Linked DNA regions of Mus musculus: regions 2, 3, 4, 5, 6 and 7 are each linked to region 1. The links are chromatin contacts, called in public Hi-C, HiChIP or PLAC-seq and promoter capture Hi-C maps. All regions are on one chromosome and are shown on one strand. Each heading gives the region's core, a stretch centred on a gene start, on an enhancer-like site or on the middle of the called end of the contact. The rest is flanking DNA. Distances are from core to core; before and after follow the strand shown. Region 1 holds the start of Aldh8a1 (aldehyde dehydrogenase 8 family, member A1). Region 2 holds the start of Platr6 (a long non-coding RNA gene). Region 3 has its middle 29 kb from the start of Platr6. Region 4 has its middle 49 kb from the start of Platr6. Region 5 overlaps Ahi1 (Abelson helper integration site 1). Region 6 overlaps Ahi1 (Abelson helper integration site 1). Region 7 overlaps Ahi1 (Abelson helper integration site 1).

The links. Promoter capture Hi-C pulls out the DNA fragments that hold promoters and counts their contacts. A called contact is a pair of places that touch in the nucleus more often than the background predicts. HiChIP or PLAC-seq counts read pairs in DNA pulled down with a chosen protein or histone mark. Capture Hi-C pulls out chosen DNA fragments and counts their contacts.
Region 2: a contact with region 1 is called in a promoter capture Hi-C map of adipose tissue, with 4 times the contacts expected there. The contact joins the promoter of Platr6 here to the promoter of Aldh8a1 in region 1. A contact is called at or near these places in 6 of 39 promoter capture datasets (the 3T3-L1 cell line, HPC-7-derived erythroid cells, embryonic stem cells and 2 more), 2 of 484 Hi-C or Micro-C datasets (the AML12 cell line and the G1E-ER4 cell line), 4 of 115 datasets of contacts at active chromatin or transcription factors (embryonic stem cells and pancreatic cancer cells) and 3 of 9 other capture datasets (adipose tissue, embryonic stem cells and liver).
Region 3: a FOXA1 HiChIP or PLAC-seq map of pancreatic cancer cells shows a contact between it and region 1. The contact joins the enhancer-like site here to the promoter of Aldh8a1 in region 1. A contact is called at or near these places in 19 of 39 promoter capture datasets (the 3T3-L1 cell line, the C10 cell line, the HPC-7 cell line and 11 more), 3 of 484 Hi-C or Micro-C datasets (the G1E-ER4 cell line and embryonic fibroblasts), 7 of 115 datasets of contacts at active chromatin or transcription factors (the NIH/3T3 cell line, embryonic stem cells, extraembryonic endoderm stem cells and 2 more) and 2 of 9 other capture datasets (adipose tissue and embryonic stem cells).
Region 4: a contact with region 1 is called in a FOXA1 HiChIP or PLAC-seq map of pancreatic cancer cells. The contact joins the enhancer-like site here to the promoter of Aldh8a1 in region 1. A contact is called at or near these places in 15 of 39 promoter capture datasets (the 3T3-L1 cell line, the C10 cell line, the HPC-7 cell line and 7 more), 1 of 15 datasets of contacts at CTCF or cohesin (the NIH/3T3 cell line), 4 of 484 Hi-C or Micro-C datasets (the NIH/3T3 cell line, embryonic fibroblasts and embryonic stem cells), 2 of 115 datasets of contacts at active chromatin or transcription factors (embryonic fibroblasts and pancreatic cancer cells) and 1 of 9 other capture datasets (embryonic stem cells).
Region 5: a Hi-C map of the G1E-ER4 cell line shows a contact between it and region 1, with 6 times the contacts expected there. The contact joins the enhancer-like site here to the promoter of Aldh8a1 in region 1. A contact is called at or near these places in 12 of 39 promoter capture datasets (the 3T3-L1 cell line, the C10 cell line, the HPC-7 cell line and 5 more), 3 of 15 datasets of contacts at CTCF or cohesin (the G1E-ER4 cell line, large pre-B cells and pro-B cells), 9 of 484 Hi-C or Micro-C datasets (the F1.1 cell line, the G1E-ER4 cell line, the HPC-7 cell line and 3 more), 1 of 115 datasets of contacts at active chromatin or transcription factors (acute myeloid leukemia) and 3 of 9 other capture datasets (embryonic stem cells, liver and macrophages).
Region 6: a contact with region 1 is called in an H3K27ac HiChIP or PLAC-seq map of acute myeloid leukemia, with 5 times the contacts expected there. The contact joins the enhancer-like site here to the promoter of Aldh8a1 in region 1. A contact is called at or near these places in 10 of 39 promoter capture datasets (the C10 cell line, the HPC-7 cell line, embryonic stem cells and 4 more), 1 of 15 datasets of contacts at CTCF or cohesin (pro-B cells), 7 of 484 Hi-C or Micro-C datasets (the F1.1 cell line, the G1E-ER4 cell line, the HPC-7 cell line and 4 more), 3 of 115 datasets of contacts at active chromatin or transcription factors (acute myeloid leukemia and embryonic stem cells) and 2 of 9 other capture datasets (embryonic stem cells and macrophages).
Region 7: a promoter capture Hi-C map of embryonic stem cells shows a contact between it and region 1, with 9 times the contacts expected there. The contact joins the enhancer-like site here to the promoter of Aldh8a1 in region 1. A contact is called at or near these places in 9 of 39 promoter capture datasets (the C10 cell line, the HPC-7 cell line, embryonic stem cells and 3 more) and 1 of 9 other capture datasets (pancreatic islet).

The regions. Positions count from the first base shown.
Region 1 is chr10:21,375,954-21,378,781 of GRCm38.p6, reverse strand. Aldh8a1 (aldehyde dehydrogenase 8 family, member A1) reads right to left here and starts at 1,482. Exons shown (of 7, transcript NM_178713.4): 1 at 1,304-1,482. The coding sequence starts at 1,441.
Region 2 is chr10:21,856,866-21,859,693 of GRCm38.p6, reverse strand. It overlaps Platr6 (a long non-coding RNA gene), which reads left to right and starts at 1,456. Exons shown (of 5, transcript XR_001779731.1): 1 at 1,456-1,600.
Region 3 is chr10:21,827,726-21,830,553 of GRCm38.p6, reverse strand. No RefSeq gene overlaps it. Among named protein-coding and RNA genes, the nearest start is that of Platr6, 29 kb to the left of the region's middle. Within about 2 kb of position 1,348, at least 70 of the 459 cell types and tissues checked have an H3K27ac peak or open chromatin away from gene starts, as enhancers often do. A contact at or near this core is called in the G1E-ER4 cell line, the NIH/3T3 cell line, embryonic fibroblasts and 4 more, where this site is marked.
Region 4 is chr10:21,808,305-21,811,132 of GRCm38.p6, reverse strand. No RefSeq gene overlaps it. Among named protein-coding and RNA genes, the nearest start is that of Platr6, 49 kb to the left of the region's middle. Within about 2 kb of position 1,367, at least 9 of the 459 cell types and tissues checked have an H3K27ac peak or open chromatin away from gene starts, as enhancers often do. A contact at or near this core is called in pancreatic cancer cells, where this site is marked.
Region 5 is chr10:20,968,114-20,970,941 of GRCm38.p6, reverse strand. It overlaps Ahi1 (Abelson helper integration site 1), which reads right to left. Exons shown (of 24, transcript NM_026203.3): 7 at 1,769-1,954; 8 at 1-93. Among named protein-coding and RNA genes, the nearest start is that of Ahi1, 17 kb to the right of the region's middle. Within about 2 kb of position 1,396, at least 11 of the 459 cell types and tissues checked have an H3K27ac peak or open chromatin away from gene starts, as enhancers often do. A contact at or near this core is called in the G1E-ER4 cell line and hematopoietic stem and progenitor cells, where this site is marked.
Region 6 is chr10:20,991,774-20,994,601 of GRCm38.p6, reverse strand. The region is part of intron 15 of Ahi1 (Abelson helper integration site 1); the gene reads right to left. Among named protein-coding and RNA genes, the nearest start is that of Ahi1, 41 kb to the right of the region's middle. Within about 2 kb of position 1,496, at least 27 of the 459 cell types and tissues checked have an H3K27ac peak or open chromatin away from gene starts, as enhancers often do. A contact at or near this core is called in the G1E-ER4 cell line, the HPC-7 cell line, acute myeloid leukemia and 2 more, where this site is marked.
Region 7 is chr10:21,025,688-21,028,515 of GRCm38.p6, reverse strand. The region is part of intron 18 of Ahi1 (Abelson helper integration site 1); the gene reads right to left. Among named protein-coding and RNA genes, the nearest start is that of Gm20149, 17 kb to the left of the region's middle. Within about 2 kb of position 1,490, at least 51 of the 459 cell types and tissues checked have an H3K27ac peak or open chromatin away from gene starts, as enhancers often do. A contact at or near this core is called in the HPC-7 cell line, embryonic stem cells and hematopoietic stem and progenitor cells, where this site is marked.

The sequences.
Region 1 (2,828 bases), core at 233-2,732:
GCACTCAGAATGCATCTGAGTGCTTTTCTGCCCTCCTGTATGGTTCAGATTAAGTCTACAGGTTGTACTATCTCAGTTTGCACTGCATGCAAGCAAGCGCGCTCGAGCAAGCACGCACACACACACACACACACACACTCACACAGGCCCAAAATTCGGCACATATCTTGTAAAATCAACAAAGACACAGCTTTTGTGGAACCCAAAATATTTGCAAACTGGATTGCTGAGAAAATAAAACATACATATTACTGGAAAAGCAAAAGCAAATATGTTTTATTCTATTTCCTGAAGAAGTGCCAGCCGGTACCACACTCCACCTGCATCTCCTCACTTTGGAAACACCAGGAGATGGAGAAGAGAAGCCTTGGTCTCATGCAGTTTGGGTCATTGGAAGCAAGCAAAATTGCTGGTTACAATGTAACTAACAAGTTACCCAATATTCTTAAACTTTAGTACAGAGTCTAAAGTTGTTTTTTTCCTCTAGAAGACAGATTTAAAATTTACCAGTGAAGAAAAAAAGTTGAATTTTTGAAGAAAAAACTTGGCATATAAGATATATTTATATAGGAAGATTGGAATTATATTATAATCGAGTTGTTTGTGCCTTGAAAAGAATAAACAATGGGCGGTTTGCATTTGGTAACCACACACACATCAGTCACTCAGCACACCAAACATTTTTTATTCTCAGTGCAATAATTCATAACATTAAATATATCTCAAGCATTTTACAAAATTCCCCAAGTGACTTAATTCTTCATAACTAGAAAAGAAAGAAAAAGGAAAGAGAAAGGGACATGAACCCTCATTTTTTAAGTTGTTAAGTTTAATGAAATGACATGAGAGTTTAATTTTCAGCTTCATTACTCAAATAACTGGCTTTATTAGACTGGGTATTCTCAGAGATATGAGGAACTATCAGATGATGGTCTAAAATAAAGTACTGGGCTTTTGTTTTGTTCCCAATTTAAGTTTTCAAGATTTATTTTTATAAACCCATGGAGCCAGTGGGCACTTTGTAGAGAGAAGGATGCATTTCATATCGTAAGAGTTCTCTATAACTATTACAATCTGTCTGAGAATTACAAACATTAAAACCACTGTTCCCACAGCTAACAACTTTCTCTTGAACATAGTAAACTCAGAGCCATTCCAGCTCAGACCAGTCCATTCATATGATAAACTACCTTATAAAATGCTACATTTTCCTTCATCCTCTCCCCTTTAGTTTTAGAAAATGGTTGTCTACAATTTGTCAACACAGTAAATACGTTTTAGTTTCCCAAGTGAATAGACTTACCTCTTCTTTCCCACTGTTTGGAACTTTGCAATAAACTTCCCCTGTTGATGGATCGTAAGAATCTATATATGAGTTACAGGGTAAAAACTTCCCACCTATAAAGTTCTCCAACATCAAAAGTTCCCTTTTTCCAGCCATGTTAGGAAAGTGCCCTCTGTGTACAGCAGCCCTCTGTGACTGCCCTCAGGACTTTGGACACCCTCATCTCACCCCCAGGCCCAGTGTCCTCATTTGCATATCCGAACCTGGGAGGAGGAGACCCGCTGCGCTTCAGAACTTTCCTGATTCCAAACTCGGATGGTTCTTGAAGGCAACTCATGGTCCATTCTGAGAAATGGGCACTGCATTAAACTAACATCAAGTTACATATGTACAATGTCTTCAGATTGTCCTTTCATATCAACTGTGTGTGTGTGTGTGTGTGTGTGTGTGTGTGAGATGATTTTATCGGCACTGCACCATAAGTGCCCACTGTTTAAACACGAAGTGCAAAGCATAAAGAAAATTGGCTCCACAGAATATTGTCCCATGCAGCAATCCTTACTTCCTCCTTTCTAGGGAAGGCATTGAGCCTCTGGAAGGTTACACAATGTGGCCAAGGTCACACATGAACACTCAAGTACTGACAGGAAATGAGAAGAAACTTTAGCTACATTTACACCTAACAGCCTGTGAGTCCATCTCAGGAGGATGCATCCATGTCCCTGTAGGGACTGGCCACAGGAGCAAGGGAGCCGTCTTCACTACCCGGCAATGCCGTGGTTTGAACGCTCAGAATTCGGGCACGTTTAACCCTCCAGTGGCAGTGTTTAAGTGGGCACTCCTGGAGTTAAGGTGCTGCTCACGGCCTCGGTGGTGCCTTCGAAACAGGCTATGGGTCATTTGTGCCTTCTGCCGCAGGAGCACAGCTGCCCTGCCTGGTGAGGAAGTGGCAGAGGCAGGGGATATTTACCATACACAATCTCCTCACACCAACATCATGGGCTTCCCAGTCTCCAGAACAACAAGAATTCAGGTTCTCTCAAGTGATCGATTTTCAGTTATTCTGTCACAGCTGAACAGACCAGCACATGGCCTCTGAGAGGACAGGACACACCACCGTTCACTCTGCTGAGGCTCCATGGATAACCAAACTCTCTTGTGCATCATAGCGCTTGTTTTGTATTTTGCAAGTAACCCTCTGAAGGTCTTGTTCCTTCTGTTCTCCATGTTGCTATCTCCCCATCCTTCCTGTACTTCACGTCTCCACCTACTGACGGCTGTCTGTCGTCTTTGGCGTCCCATTTTCACCACAGTGCATTTGGTGAGAATTTGTTCTTAACCGTGACTGGAAGAGGCTGCTTTTCTACCACTGGCTTTGTCTTTCACCAGTTGTGGAAATGTTTTGGCTGCTGTATTGCTGTGTTTCCATTCTCTGTATTTCTACCTTGTAGAATGTTTAAAATGTAAAGAGAGCATCTTCAATTTCTTACTGACCATGAATCTCCTCCCTCCCTGTCTCTGTCTTTCCCTCCCTCCCTCTCTC
Region 2 (2,828 bases), core at 207-2,706, 480 kb before region 1:
GGCAGATGGAGGGAACCCTCACTTCAAGGGGATGGTCAGAGAAGGCTTCTCTGCAGAGGTGGCTGTGAAGGAAGAGGGCAATGGAAGCATCACTTAACTAGCTGGGGGTCAGAACGGCAGAGCAAAGGCGCTGAGCTGATTTATAGGAGGTAAAAGCCGGAATTAGGACAGCCAGTGATACAAGATGGACCTAAGTATACTCTTCACTTAAGATTATGTACCGAACTCACTTTTGCCAGCCCTGAGAAGGCTGGGTCTGGACGATTGTGATGTCTGGGCCAGCCTGGGCTACATAGCAAAGGTTTGGTGTGAGGAGGGATAGGAAGAGGAATAAACAAAAGTAGAAACAGGGAGTCTTCACCTGGGGCCATATTCCTGGTACCATTAGGAAACTGTCTGAATCCTTTTTATTCGAAGAGTTAAAACTATCATTTTAGTCTGTACTTCAAGGAAAGCAAAGCACACCAAAGAGAAAAACTGTCACCCTGACTCTAATCCAAGTTTATAGTACCCCGCCATCTCCCCTGTCCCCCTTTGCAAACTAATCCTTATCTTTTAGTTAAATTAGCAGTCACCGTGACTAGTATGTTTAAAACTTGGGTAAGTCTCATAGTGGGCTCCGCAGGAATTCTGTTTTCACCAGCACCCTTTTTTCCTAGAAGCCCTCTCTGTGTGTTTCTGTGTGTCCTGGACAGATTCAAACCGTAGGCCAGCATAAACCTTCCCATCCCAGACCCTCTTTATCTCTATTTCCTCATCAGTCAGAGGAGGGCAGCTTCTTCTTTTAAAGCCCTTGGTAGGGCTAATGGAGTTGGTCTATGTGAAAACCATTAAAAGCTGTCATCATTGTCATGGTTTGCTTTGTTTACTTTGAGATTTCATCTACTAGCCAAGGATGACCTTGACCTTTTGGCCCTTTTCCTGCTTCCCGAGTGCAAGCATTAACTCTCCTGCTTTTATGGGGTGTTAGGGACTGAATGCAGGGTCTTACGCATGCCAAGGACGCTTTCTACCGGACAAGCTGCAAGCCGAGTGAGCTCTTATCATGGTTTATGAGCCACTCAAGCCTTGAGTCGAAGGTTCAATACAGCTTGTCTTGGCATTTTTTTTTTTTCCTGAAAAACCCAGGTAGGGAGGATACTGATGGACCCAAGTCCATCTTGGCAAACCGATGAAACTACTGGGTTTACTTGCAGAAACATAGGGTAGCTAAAGGCAGCAGTTACATCACTGCAGAGTCCCACCCCCAGCACAGACTTATGGAAAGCTATTCCACTGATGATTCCCTTAGCAAACCCATAGGCAACCACACCACCAAAGAGTCCCAGGCAGGCAATTATTTACCTCATGTAAAGCAGGCAGTGGAGCGGGGGTGGGGGGTGGGAGGTGGGGGCAGGAATAGAAGGGCCTTGGATCCCTATCTACCTCTCCTCTCCCTCTGTGATTGACAGGGGAATTCACTGGGCCTGGTCTCCGGAGAGCTTCCTGCCAATGAAAACTGCTCCAATCAAGATGGAAACAGTAATGTTAAACTCAAAAGAAACGTCCACACCATTGAGCTGCACACCAGATTGGAGGCATTATTTCAAACAGATTGCAGGTAGGCACTCTGCACAGGGTAAGAAAAGTTGATACTTCATAGCTGTGCAGCGTGTTGTCCCAGAGCAAGCACTAAAGTTATAGTGCACAGGCTGTGGGCAGTGTGCCGGGTTTATGCAAGGCTATGTCCAGAACCAACAGGCCTCACACTGTGCCAAAGGCCCGGGACAAGCTCAGTGGTGTCAGAGCTTCTGGTCCCTGGGGACTGCAGCGGAGCCTGGAAGGGGCTGAGCATCCTGCCGCTGTCCCAAGCTGGTGGTGCCTGCCCTGCCCTTTCCTGGCTGGGTGCAGACGTGCTGGCCTCTGTGCGCTCAGGGCAGGCGCCAGGGCGGAGCACGAGAGGACTTCTTGGATGCCTCCTCCCTCAGAAACAAATTCCAGTGCCTGACTGCAGATTGCATGAATCCTCACAAAGTACTGTACCTATTCAGCCTTAGGAAAAAGTTCTTGTTTGATATCAGAAGCTAAGGGGGGTCAGGCCTGATACTTAGATGGGGAAATGGTTGAGAACTCTGGGAGCAAAAGATGCATACAAGGCCTGCAATGCTTTCCTTTCTGGCTAGTAGCCAGATGCTCAGGTGTGTGCTATCAGGAGGGTTGTCTGTGGTAATAGCCCTGAAAAGGAGACACTGGGATACTTCTTTCCCCACCCCACCCCCAAACTGTGTGAATTTATTGACTGCACTGAAAGGCAAATGATGTATGGCAAAATCATTTTTTAAAGTTAGAATTTGATAGGAAACCCGTTATCGACAGGCTGTTTAAAAGGTGCCTTCTAGTATTCAAGCAGAGGATAGGTTCCTCAAAAGATGATTACAATCTTTAGTATATTTGAGCAAAGACTTGTTGACTAGCCAAAGCACCATGCTCATCCTGAAGTGGGCATAGATGCTTGTGAAGGGGTCTGGCTTGTCCTCAGAGTATCCCTGAAGTGATTCCAGGTCAGGCTGGTAGAAGGCAGCAAACAAATGCTCTCAAAGAATAAATGTTAGCCAGCTATCATGGCTCACATAAGTCATCCCAAGGCCAGCCTGGGCTCCATAGTGAAACCCATTTCAAACAACAACAAAATCAAACTATAAATATACTGAAGGGAAGAGCAGAGACAGTGAGGGCAGAGAGGAATCCAGGCTGAGCATGGGAAGGAGGCTAGGCTGGGCTGGGCTGGGCTGGGCTGGGCTGGGCTGAGCCTCCATGGATAAGTGAAAGTTGGCGAGCCGAATTGATGG
Region 3 (2,828 bases), core at 99-2,598, 450 kb before region 1:
TATATTGACTGACACAAATCTGTATAAGATCATCTCCAAACAATAACTACATTACAAAAAAAAAAAAAAATGAGGGATTTCTGTTGTTTGTTCGATACTGAAGCGAAGTTCAGCCATGAGTCTCGGCTTTTGCCATGGAGGCAGAGTCCAGCTCTGGCCGCTTAGGCCCCTGTTCTCAGCACCCCTGTAACTTGGGGTTGATACCTTCATGCTGGAGCCACAATGCCTTAGGCGTTCCCTCTCCCAGTTACACGGATTTGTTGAAGACAGGGACTGTCTAACAATTCACGGCTCTGGTAAGTGATCCAAGGGCCACATCAAAGAGGCAGACTCAAGACTTTATGTGTGGGGTGAGGGACAGAGCTTTCCCTTGGTCCTTTCCAGGGCAGTGACAGTGGACTTTCCTCCTCAGACACAGGAAACATGAGCTTCCCCTCTGAGAGATAAACACAATTGGTCTAATTGAGGCTAACCTGGGATGTACAGTAGGAGGCCAGCCTTGGCTATACAGTGAGACTTCACACACACACACACACACACACACACACACACACACACACTTAAATATTCTTTTCTTTTTTAAAAGCAGGCCATGATACGACACACGGACATACTGCCAGCTCTGGGGGAAGGCAAAGGTGGGAGAATCCTTGCCAATTCCAGACCAGGCTGATCTGTGTAACAAGTCCCAGGACAGCCAGGACCACATAAAAACCATGTCTTCCTCACGCATAGCACCCAAACAGCACTGAGGAATCTGCCTCCTTGTTTAGAACCTTCAGTGTATCCAAGGGTACTTGGTATGAGGGCCAAAGGCTTCACCTGCCAATGAGACCCCAAGTGAGGCTGCTCTTGGCCTTTCTCTGCCTGTGGAGCCCTCTCCCTCTCGTGAGATCCATCTCTATTCATACCAGCTCTTCTTTGGCTCCTTGCCGCCACAGGGCCTTTACCCCGCTGTTGCTCCTGTCTGAATCACTACAGCCTTGGTGCCAGTCCTTCTGCTGGGGTTGGCTGCAGATGTCTTTTGTTTGGCTACGGAAGAATGATTTAGTTTGAATTGAAATGCCTTAAGGCCAGTAGATTCCTTCCGGCTGGCCTTGGGCTGTCAAATCTCTTACAGTCTTGCAGGTTAGATGAACAGGCTTGTGTCGCCCACCTGATCCCTTGAAGGAATTTGGATTACAATTCCTAGACTAATTAATTCCTACTAATGAATGGGTGGTCTGCAAAGATGCCACTTCCCGGAGGAAGGCCTCCTTTCATCCTCCCCCCAACCCCTCCTCCCGCTCCGCGCTTTCCTTTTATGTACAGCTGCAATCACTCAGAACTCACTGAGTCACCAGTGGTTGGAAGCTGCAAGCCCAGCCCAAAGGAAAGAAGCAAAAGGGCAGCAGCTATTGTTTGCTGTCCTCTGTGATCTGGTGCTCTGCACACAGAAGGCGCTCAATGGTTGCACTGGTGGATGATAGAGGGACAGCATTCCAACACTTAACTCTGTAAAGCACTGTGAAAGTCCTAAATGAGGATTATGGGAAATGTTTTTCTAGGCTTGGTAGAGTCTGGCCCTCCTCCCTTCCAGCAGACACTAGGTGATGCAGTCAAGCTTACAAAGTCGCTGCTTTTGAACTTGCTGAATAGAGTCCCATAGGACAGAAGGAACAGGGGCGGACAGGGCCCTGAGCTCCCCATTCTTGTCCAACACAGAGCAGCTCTGCCCCCAGCCCTCCTTGAAGCACGGCCTTACTTTCTACCCTAGGCGGAATCTTCTCTCTTTCATAATCGGCTTTTGTACAACATTATCTGAACAAAGCTTCCTCAGGCTGAAGCATGCCTGCCGTATTGATCGCCAGTCCCTGGTTTTGCACTTAGCTCTGCATGTGTGATCAATAAATGTTTGTTGGAGAATCCCTATGTATTGTAGCCTACTTGTAAGGGAACATATTTTCAAAGATGTGCTCTCCGCAGCCCAGGATGGCCTCCAAATTGCCATGTAGCATAGGCTGCCCTGAGCTTCTGACCCTCCTTTCCTGCCTCCCTCATTATAGGTGTATTATAGGATTCTAGGTGTGAGCCACCGGCCTGGATCCCACTTAGTTTTTATAATTAGGTTAGAAAAAATATAGATTAGGCCTATTTGCCTTATGTACTGAAATACCTCATTGTATCTTACCAGCTTTTTATAGTGTGTGATGCATATTCTTACCCTCTGAAGATTATGCACTTGTTTAGTTATTATTTTTTCCTTAGCTATGCTACTTTCTGTTCATTAACAAACCTCCTTTAGAAAAGAAGCAAAGGCAATAAGAATATGAGAGAGCTACTTCGATTTGCTTAATTTTCCATCTTATGTATTATTTATTCAACCACAAACTATGTTTTTAAAATCTCTCATGTCTCCCAAATATCAGGCACTATGTTACTTTTATTGTATTGAATTTATTAATGATTTATCATACACATAGCATTATGGATGGGATTAGGAATTGTACCTTGAGTTCAGGACTTTTTTTTTTTTTTGGAACAGCACACTTTAATTTTTGGAGTAATTTTGAAAAACTTATAGTTATTTAAATTTAAACCTTTTTAAGTTGCCATATTATCATAAAAATCAAAATATTAAGGAGTTGCAAAGGATCTAAATTCCACCATTTGTGACTGGGGAGCAAAGGAGTGCTCCCCAGTGGTGGTTAAAATGGAACATTTTCCCTAACAACCCCACCTAATGAACATTTATTAATATCCCTATTTGATTAAAATGTAATGAAGTTTTTCTCTTTAAAAAAAAAAAAAAACAGAGTCCAGAGGGATGCCGACATCCTGCCTCTTGC
Region 4 (2,828 bases), core at 118-2,617, 430 kb before region 1:
CTGTCTCAGAGCCTCAACCCAGCACTAGGGTTACACGTGTGCGCTGCCACGTCGATGCAGTCTTCACATGGGTCCTGAGAATCCAGACTCAGGTGCTTTGCCAAGTGAGCCATGGTCCCAGGCCAAGGTCTGCTCTTTTAAGTTTAAGATAAAAACTTCTACTTTTTTTTTTGACCACTTACTTACTCTTCCTGAACCATTAAGACATGTGTAAAAGTCTGAAAGTAATACATACCCTTTTCTCAGACTCATGAGAATTAAAGCACAACATGCTAAAAACCATGTCCTGCACAGCCTTTCCTAAGGTTACTAACACAGGTCTTCAGGCCATCCTACATACCTGTTAGTATGAGCATCTTAGTCTAAGGCAAGTTTACACATTGAGATATGCCTATATCCTCTCACCCAGCAACTTTTCTGAATTGTTGACAATGTACGGGGCGTGCTAGGTGTTTATATTTAGACTAGAACACTCGTCTGATATCCTGAATGTTTTCATGGAACGCTGATCAACTCGGTGCTTGGTTTTAATAAAACAGCTATGATGTAGCCAAGGATAAAGGAACCAGCACCAGTAAGGATGTCTCAGCAACATCTGCAGTCTTGAAGGGAACAGTTGAAGACTGAGGGGTCCTGGGGATCCACTGCATTTCATTCTGAATAACAGAGCAATCTAGGGGTAAGGCACATTCAGTGAGTGTCAGTGAGGTAGCTAGTGTGATCTCTCTTTATCTGCACTCCAGCAGGGATGCCTACAGAGGCACATTGTAGAACCACGTGGAATTAGTCCCGAGATTCCATGGAGTGCGGCTATTCAGAGAACTGTATCTAGCTCTGAACGAATCCTGAAGTGTCCTGGGCCATTTGCTTTAACTGGCTGATGACTCCAGAGACTTGTACATTTCTAGTTCCATTCTTGGAAGCTTTTGGCATAAAATGTCTTTAGCTAAATTTAGCCTTTCCCACTTTAACCAAAGTCCAGTGGTTTTTGTTCATTGGTTTGTTCTGTTTTGTTTCTGTAATAGAGTGTGAAGAAAGCACACAGCTAACTTGTTTCCCCAGAGTTTCTCTGTGTTGCTCAGGATGTCCTGAAACTCACTCTGTAGACCAGGCTGGCCTTGAACTCAGAGATCCACCTGCCTCTGCCTCCTGAGTGCTAAGATTTAAAGCATGCACCACCACCACCTGGCCCCAGAACCTTAAGTGACATCTGGCATCACAAAAGTCCGGGGGTCTGCTCTGTGTTTCTCATCAGCACAGACAGGCCAGGCCTGGCCATTTATGAACTGGTCTGTGGGAAGAGGAAGAAAATAGCCTTGGTCAGACTACAGCTCCCATCCAAGGGAAAGACGCAGATCCATCACAATTACCACACTGCTTAACCCTAAGCAGCCAAAAATAGGAAGGAGACGTGGTAGTGTGTCTGCGAGACTGATACCACAAAGTGAGATTTAGCCTGACGTCACGACAACAAGCAAATAAAGGCAGCTCTGGGGCAAATTAAATTAATTGCACAAACACCAGGATGAGTCATTCAAATACCAGAAGGAATTTTGATCTTAAAATAACCTCTTTTTTTTTCACATTAAGTTTTCTTTTGACGGAGTAGGGTCAGACTAAAATTGCAGCGGTCTCCCTGTGTCACCTTAAGGAAAACTAAAGTTCACATGCTACTCCATATGCCTGTTGGTAGAAAGTAGTTTTATTCTCGAGTCACATTTCATATGATCATGAAGTAAACCGCTGACCCCAAAAGCTGATGCCGCTTTAGGAGAGGGTGAGGTTGGGGTGGTCTCTCTCAGTCTGTGTGTGTGAAGCTCTGTAATGGCTGCTCTCAGCCTTCCGTATGCTTCTACCCTTTAACACAGTTCCTCATGCTGTGGTGACCCCCAGCCATAGAATCATTTCCATTGACACTTCATAACTATAACCTGGCTACTGTTATGAGTCATGATGTACATATCTGATATGGGACCCAAAGGGTCAAGACCCACAGGTTGAGAAGCACTGCTCAAGAGAATGACCAGCCTGGGACAGAGGTGCAGGATACCAGTGTCGCCTTGCCCTTCCTTCTGAACCCAGGAGGCAGAACAACAATGCTAACAAAGAAGAATTGTGCCAACTGATGTGTTTATAAAAAGATAAAGAGGTATAAGACATGTTCTATTGGGGTGTGCCTCAGTGGGCACATACCAAGGCATCCCTTTGCCCTGAGAGACCAGCCATACGACAGTATAGTATAGAATAGAATTTATTCAGGGCATGGGGAGGGGAGCTAAGAGGGTAGTAGAGGCAGAGACAGGGAGAGGAAAGGAGGAAGGGGAGGGGGAGGTGGGAGGGGGAAGGGGAAAGGGAGAGAGAGAGGGAAAGGGAGGGAGAGGGGAGGGGAGGGGAGGGAAGGGGAGGGGAGGGGAGGGGAGAGAAGAGAAGAGAAGAGAAGAGAAGAGAAGAGAAGAGAAGAGAAGAGAAGAGAAGAGAAGAGAAGAGAAGAGAAGAGAAGAGAGGCTGACCATGGACACCTGGAGAGAGGGGGAAGGGAAGATCCTAACAGGGCAAGAGAGAAGCAAGAGGGAAGCAGAGTAAAAGGGGGAGGAAGGGGGCAAGCAGCCCCTTTTATAGTGGGTCAGGCACATCTGGCTGTTGCCAGGTAACTGTGGGGGGATGTTTAGACAGAAGGCTAACACCAACAGTAACTGAATTTGTAACATGAATATAGGGACAGAATTTTGTTTCTCATCCTAGAAAAGGCCCTAGGCCCTGTCCTTACATCAGCTTCACTGAGGCTAGCTTTGGCAGGAGCCCTAAGAAGCTGGTCCTTTGATTATCTC
Region 5 (2,828 bases), core at 147-2,646, 410 kb after region 1:
GTCCACGGAACTTGTTTCACGGTGACGTTCACAGTACACTGGTGTACCCCTTTCCTCCTGGAGAGCCATCATAGAGCGGTAAGATGGCTTTATCTAAATATGTGTGGAAAACGAGAAAATGAACGTCATGTTCAATTGTTAAATTAAACATGTGCACAAACACACACAAGCCATGGCACACTTGTGGGAACTGGCTCACTCCTGTCATGGGGTCAAGTGGAGGTCACGAGGCTTGTCACAGCTGATTCTCCTTCTTATTGTTTTTACAGTACTGTGACAGAGCCTGGTGTGGTGGCACACACCTTTAATCCCAGCACTCAGTTGCAGGAGGCAGGGGCATCTCTGAGAGTTTTAGGACAGCGTGATTTGGCCTACAGAATGAGTTACAGGACAGCTAGACTACACAGTGAAACCCTGTCTTGGACAAAACAAAATATAATGAAAATACTGAAAAATGGTATGGAAACTTTTCAAAATACAGCCAGATTTTGTTTTCATTTGTATAATACTTTAAGTAAATAAAAGCTATTTGAACTATGCTTCTATAATCACAAAGCTTTAAAAGTTTGGAAAAAAAAATAGTAGACTCCAATAGTAAAAATGGCTATACTTCTTACTGTTATTACATTATTTGTTCTAGTTTTGAGAGAGTGTCACAGGTAGCTCAGGCTGCCTCGACCTTGCTGTGTATGAAGTGGGCTTTGTGTTCTCTAATCCACTTCCCACGTGCTAGGGTAACAGGCTTGTAGCCACACCCGGATGCACAAAGTGTTTTTGATAGCTGTCCCCTGTGTCTACCTCTTCACAAATACCTGCCTAGTTCTATGCTATGGCTCTGATAGAACATGATATTGCTGGCTTAGATACAATCACAAAACTAATATAAAAAAATCTGAGATTAAAGAACAATCTATCTCATGCCTTTAATCCCAGTAAGGCAGAGGCAGAGGCAGGTGGATTTCTGAGTTCGAGGCCAGCCTGGTCTACAGAGTGAACTCCAGGACAGTCAGGGCTACACAGAGAAACCCTGTCTCGGAAAAACCAAAACCAAAACCAAAACCAAAACAAAAAAAAGACCAATCTATCCCCTGATATATTTTATTTAACTCCATTTAGACGAATGGAAATCAGCTCTGTGCTCACAGCACATGACAGCAGCTGTGGAATGTGAAGCTCACCTGAAAGGTTAATATTAAAAAGACAAAAGCTTCATCTTCGGATCCTTCATGATGAGATCATTCGTAATGTTTATCGGAAGGCAGCAGCAGTACAGATGCGATCTACTGCTGCTTATCTGAATGACTCCAGTGTGAAGAATGCAACCCAGAGGTCTGCAAGGACAGCCCATGTGCGACATCTGCTCCATTACTGTTACAGATAAAGATATCCTGCACACATGAAGGCCTTCTGTCTTACTGTTTCTATGGCTGCTCTCTCACCTGAGGGGGAGTAGCTGTAGCCTGCAGAGTCTGGCTCAAGGCCTACACTGTATTTCTTGCCCTTTATAATAAAAGGTTTCCCAGGACCAACTTTTCATCTTTTTATTTTTAACTACAAAATATGAAAGTTTGCCAAAAGAGGTTTTTTAAACAATGAAGTCTACTTTAAAACTTAAAGTTCATCTAACTATCAACTGTTATAAACTTAATGTGTAACCAAAAAATCTGTTAAAATAATTCTGAGAACTGAGATTTTTAAACATGGAAAATACATTATGCCATCCTTAATTTCAACTGAGGAGATACATTTATAGACACTATTAACTTACACAGTCCGGGACTTTCAATCCTCGTACGGTTACATACAATGTTGATGGATAACGATTTCTTGGACACTTGGACCACCATTCAAAAACCTCGACGACATTTAGCTGGGATCGAGGCTTAGTCGGTGGGTAGTAGAGCTGCAGGCGAAGTTTTGAGTTGATGTTTGCATTCCCATTGGCTCCCAGAAGCTTAAAGTAAGAATTTGTGTAAATTATTAGCTTTTCTGAAAGGGTGAGATTTGTTAGGTTTCTGAAGAAAAAGGCAGATGAGCCTAGGGGTTAGGCACTCTGGGCTTCTTTGACAAGTGGCTTTACCAACATTGCCTACAAGCACTCTTTTCCGCATAAGTGACTGCAGACTGTGCAAGTACTTACACTGTGGTACCAGGAGGCGCGCTGCAGAAACAATGAGGACAGCACACACTTGTCTGAGCTAATCCTGGGAAGGAGTAATATACACATCACTGAGCACAGGCGTGCTTCCCACTTGTCAGTCATCTCCTGCGGTCTTCCATATGCTCCGCAAGTGTCTGCTACTACAGATGCGTCCCTAGCGTTGCCCTCCTCCTTTCCACTGGAAGGTAGCCTACCCAGACTCAACTCTGGAGCTCAAGCAGGTCTTGTGCTTGTGGCTACCCTGCCTCAGCCTCCGCAGTAGCTGGAGCTCCAAGACTACATTCATAGTTTTCATGGATAAAATAATATGTTTTACAGTCTTTAAGACTCGAAATCATTCTAAGATAAGTTAATTCTAACTGTCCACTTCATTTTTCAATATTTTAGTCTACCTTCTTTGAAAGGTCTATTGAAAAAGCCAATTAAACAAAAACCAAGATAAGCAGATTGATGGAGATTCTTAGGAAAAAGTTTAAAATCTGAGCAGTTCAGATGAGCTTTTTGTCCCTACTTAATGGGTGAAGAGGAAATGTTGCAGAGAGTGAGTGCTGTGTACACTGTGAATTCGGAGTGGAACGTGACATCCCTTTGTAGTTCAGTGATTACAGTATAGCAGCTCAGCGGTTACGGGCGGCCAGAAGCGGAAACACAGGCGTTAAGTGCAGGG
Region 6 (2,828 bases), core at 247-2,746, 380 kb after region 1:
TCTTGCTTTCTCTCTAGCCCTCTTGTTCCTTCTCTCCCCCTCCCTTCTCCCCTCTCTCCACGTGGCCATGGCCTGCCTCTACTTCTCTACCTGAAGCCATAGACTGCCTCCTTTCATCTAGACTCGCAGTGCTGGAGCGATGGAATAAGGCCTTCCCCTAAGAGCCTCCTCTAATCTCCCTCAAGAAGGCCTTTTAGCGTTTCCAGCTGCCAGGCTGGACCAAAGACCGTCACATGCGTGGGAACTACCCAGTGCCTTCTACCCCTGCCCCTTCTCCCTTTGGCCTCAGGGCAGAATGAGCTGCCCGCAGTGCCCCCACCCATTCTCAGCTCTTCTGTAGTATCCAGCGATGTCCTGCGATGCCCCGGAGCTAGAACCTGTCGACCCTGGCTTCCTTGAGGCCCAGGGACCCCGGACTGCTCCCTCTCCATCCCCGCAGACTGGGGTTCCGTGGCTTCCCACAGCCAAACGCCCACCCGGGCAGCATGGAGAGTGCACGGCAGTTCCCCCGGTTCCCCGCATCTGTCCGCCTAGAGCCCCGGAGCTCTGGTGGGACGTGGGTCATTTCTCCCATCCCCTTTATTTCCCCACGACTGGCGCCCGACAATGGTGTAATTTTCTGAAAGGATGAAAATTATAATATCTGAATTGGACTTTTAATCACATATGGAAGACATTAAATGATACATACGCTGTGGGTATTAAATTTATATCACCTAGGTATTATCCTGTGAAGACATTAGTCAGGCAGCCTGAAGTCAAATGGTAGTTTTACCCACAACTCTGTGACCTTAGGAGAGTTACTTCATTCTGTGGTGCCTTGGTTTCATCATCCATTAATAGTGACAATAATGAGATTTTTTCTCAAGTATTTGGGAAGTATTCTATAAGAAAGTACTTGATCTTAGCTATGACTGCCACTGTTCTCAATAATCCCAAATTCACTAGTGGTGCCATCTTATATTTTCATAAAATTCAAGAAATAACTCTTGGGCTGGTGAGATGACTCAGCAGGTAAGAGTACTGACTGCTCTTCTGAAGGGCCTGAGTTCAAATTCGAGCAACCACATGGTGGCTCACAACCACTTGTAATGAGATCTAACGCCCTCTTCTGGGGTGTCTGAAGACAGCTATAGTGTACTTATGGATAATAATAAATCTTTTAAAAAAGAAAAAAGAAATAACTCTATTCTGTAAGAAGTTTAATTCTTAATGCAAACACACACTGCCAAAGTCTATGCTAAACACAGTGCCTTATAAACACTATAGGCAATTAGCAACTTGAGAGATGGGGTCTCTAGCCTTGGAAGCTCTGTGTACCCAAGGATGACCTAGAAGTCATGACCCTCCTGTCTCTACCTTCCAAATACTGGGATTCCATGCATGTGCCTCCATGCTTGCCTGTAACAGAATTTTATGAACTTAAATGTGTCTATGTCCCTGAACTATGGGAGAGCATGCCACACTGTGAAAAATAAAGCTACCAGCATGACAAAGCAGATCACCGGTCTATTTCTGACTAGATCGTTTCCAGATCACTGAATTCCAGTTCTAAAGTCCTTGTAGAAGTCATTGTAGAAATGGCTTTTAGTTTGACTAAAGGTTGTCGGGTGTGTAATCACCTCTGTAAACAGGAGAAAGGACCAGCAATGAGCAGGTAAACTGAGTCCAACCCTTGGGTTTACAGCTCAAGTGAGCCTGGTGCATAACAGGTGCTGGGAAAGGTCTGCACTGCCACAGAAAGGGACACTGCCACCTAGTGAGAACTCAGGCTCATTACCTGGGGTTAGCAATTTTAAGAGGTTGCCAAACAGACTTGACTCTACTTAACATACACAGTCATGTATGTCAGCATTCAGGCTAGGTGCTGATAATAAACAAATAAACAAGCCTACATCTTTGCTTCCTACAAGGTATAAAAATTCCACAAAAATTACATATTCCAGAGAAACTGATACTATAGAGAAAAGTTTTACCATTTGAAACCTAATATAGCAGGTCGTTTGCTAATAAATTTAGAAGGCAAATAAGAGTATAAATTTTGGCTGAGCGATAGTGGTGTATGCCTTTGATCTTAGACAGAGGCAGGTGGATCTTTGAGTTCCAGGGTAGACTGACCTATGGAGTGAGTTCCAAGATAGCCAGGGCTACAAAGAGAAGCCCTGCCTCAAATAAACAAAACAAAACAAAACACAAACAAACAAAACATAAACCAGTTCTCAGTGATTCAACTCCTAGATCCTGTAAAACTGTAAAAACACTTATGTCATAAAACCATAGTGAAAAATTTTAAACAGATATATTCATAGTGTTAATACATAGTGCTGTTAGGTACTAATAATTCTTAAATGTGCAAAAACATCCTAGAGACATAAGTAGACAAACACTGTTTAATAACAGAATATTTATTGCTAACGCCTGGCTTCATGGAGTTAATTCAGCAGAAACCGTTTCTCTGAGATGTACTTTGTTGTGGGAACCCTCGATGCACATTATTTGTGGTACGCGGTGACTAAACTTTGTATTACTAGATGATTAACCCTTTCAAAATCAGACAAATAAAACTGCCTTCTGAAAGTAAAAATTACACTTCTTACAAAAAAAAAGCAAAACTTCAGTAGAACGAGGGACTCAAAGACCACAAGCTGAACATGCGCTCAGCAGGAGAGACCCTTGCTGACTCTCACAGATTCTGCTGGGACGGAAAGACGGCTGATACATTTAGCTACCACTGTGGTCTCGCTTGGAGCTGATTTAACTTACAAAAAAAAAAAAAAAAAGAACTTGCTTCTTTTTCCTTGAATATTTCAGAAGCTATTTTAAAAGTA
Region 7 (2,828 bases), core at 241-2,740, 350 kb after region 1:
CACCCACTCTAAGTCAGGTAGCAAATAAAATACTTAAAAAAAAAACCTTCCCATTTGTAGAATCAGAATGGTTGCTACAAACACTGGTGGGAAATGCTAGCAGTGCCGGCTGCACAAGGCTGGGAGGGGGGAGGGGAGGGGAGGCTCTCACCGCAAAGCATCATGGGAGCTGCGAGCAGTGAACGAGTGGCCTGAGGACAAGGCTGTACTCATTTTCTTTAAAAAAACACGCAGTAAGTTTATTATCAGAAAAGAAAGTAAAGAACAACTTGTCCTAAATTTGAGTACTTTGAAATGAATTCTAATATTAATTTATATGCCTTATTATGTGAAAATATGCGAAGTTGTCAACTTCATTTGAAAACTATAAAGATGGTAAAATGCAATCAATGGTTGAAGAAAGCCTATTAAGACAGTGAAAGTCTTGTTCTCATGTCAACATGACTCAGCCATTTTACCAGAGCCTCCTCTCCTTGCTCCTCTCACCCCGCCTTGAGTGAACCAAAGTCCCCTCTCTTCCTCCCTGGAGGCACAGTGCTAACTCACAGGCACGGAGCACTTTGGCCTGATTGATTATTCAGTCCTCCGCTTCAGCTGATGGAACGGAAGAGGTTTTGCCGCCTAACAGTTTTAGTCAGTACACCTACAAAGCTCTCTTTTGAAATAATACCCATGGATCATTTGAGGAAGAATTCAGACGAGATTCCTGAAGTGTGCGTCATTGAACACAGGGCTTTGTTTCCCTTTCTAAAATGTAGTGGAAAATTAGAGAACTTTACATATTTTTATTTGAAAAGTAAATATTACTTTTCATCTCTAATATAAAAAAGACCACTCAAGGCCATAGCTTATGTACAGACTAAATTCTCTCTGCTAACTGCTACTAGACTCTCATGCTCTGACCTAACTGATAGAAGTAGGAGATAAACACAATTTCTGTGAAAGTTGCTGGCCAAGCTAGCCTCAAACTCCCTCCTGATCTTTAGCTCCGGATCCTCCTGCCTCTGCCTCCGGAGTGTAGAATTTACAAACGCTTTCTTTTAGTAATAGTGTCAGAGTCATGTTGATAAAAGATCCTAAACTCTTAACTAAGGAAGTTTGTAATTAAGAGCATTACTCACATCCAATTAAAGCAACAATCCTTTACCAAATGATTTTCTTGGGATCAGATATAGACTTGAGTAGAAGTAGACAGAAGAGAACTGAAGTCTATACAGTACCCACAGGCCATGCACAGTGTTAAAATTAAGGTTTGAGTTCCTAAGTCACACGAGTGATATTTCATGTACTCAACATTCACATGAGGCTCAGGGGCTACAATAATGGACTGCGCACAACTGGAGCTCAGGAAAGATGACTAGGATAAGTCTAAGACATCAGACAGTCACTGCTACCTGAGTACCAAAGATGCTGGCATATGCAGGGGAAGAAAGAGCAGAGCTGTGGGGGAACAGTCTATTTAAGCCTGTCAGGGACCAGGAAGCATCTAGCATAAGGAAAGAAAGAGGACTGACTCGCAAGATAAGAAAAAACCCAACAGAGTGTGGTGTCCAGGAAACCACGCATTAGGAAGTAACCAGATGTATTCAAAGCTGGTGATCGGTCAAGGAAGATAAGGAGAAGAACTGGCCACTGGCATTAGCAGCTGCGAGGGCCACTGGTAAGCTTGAAAAGAATATATTAGAAATGTTAAACTTTCATACAATGGAAAATGTCTAGGAACATGTAGGGACAGACTTTCCTTTGGAGTGTGTGAGGTCGTTCATGTGGATGTCATCTTTGCTATGATAAAAGCTATGAACCTGTAACCAGCACATCTGGTCGAAGTCAAACTGAAAGAACCCTGGGATAAATAAAGATTCGAAGGTTAGAAAAAAAGCCAAGTAGGCTGAAAGCCCTAAATAACAGGGGTTTGCCCAGCACTTCTCCTGGGGGCAGCCAGGAGAAGCAGAAGCAGTCTCCAAAAGTAACACTGGAAGAGCGAAGGCTGCTAGCGTGCAGCCCCAGCCAGCTGTTCTCACTTTGGCAAGTGTCCTGACATAGTTTTCTTGTTTATCCTAAATATAAACTGCACATTGTTTGTCCTAGCCACAAATGTAAAGTTTTAATAAGTATGCGTGGGCAAATGAATGAGTGAGATTACAGCTGTCCACACATTAGAATAGGTAAGTCATACAACTAGTCCTTCATCTTTAGAAATTTACAACAAATAAAGAAAAGCCATTGGCATGAAGAAAAACACAGAAGCGAATAAAAGCAACCGAAGACAGGAAACCTCCGAACAGAAACTCTGGAAGTCTTAGCAGGATGCAATGCACCCACCCACGGCACAGAACGATGAGAAGTTATCAGAGAGAACCGGGCAACCCATCAGCTGTGAGGCAGAACACAGAACCAGAGAGCTCTGCGGAAGGTTAACAACAGAAAGGCTGGCGGTGTCAAAGGTGAATCTAAAGCCTTCCCAGGAAGACTGGCAGTGAGTCACAGAAGCTCTGAGGACCCCACACCCACTCACAGCAACGTTGTCATGGCAATCAGTGTCCCACTACACAACTGTGAGACAGAACATCTCCTGTCAGATTGGTTGTTATATTTACTTCTGTCACATATGTAGTAGCTCTGTTATACCTGCCCTAGCCTTCCAATTTTACATTTGAACTTCCCATTCAAGATGTTATAGTCTGATAGTTCCACAAATCTCCAGAGTATAAACAGGACAAATCAAGAACTGATTAACACACCAACTAGAAGGCTTTACACATGGTAGGTATCAGAATATCATCAAGTGTGAATTCACTACTCCTCACATAGCCTACTGTTTTGGAACC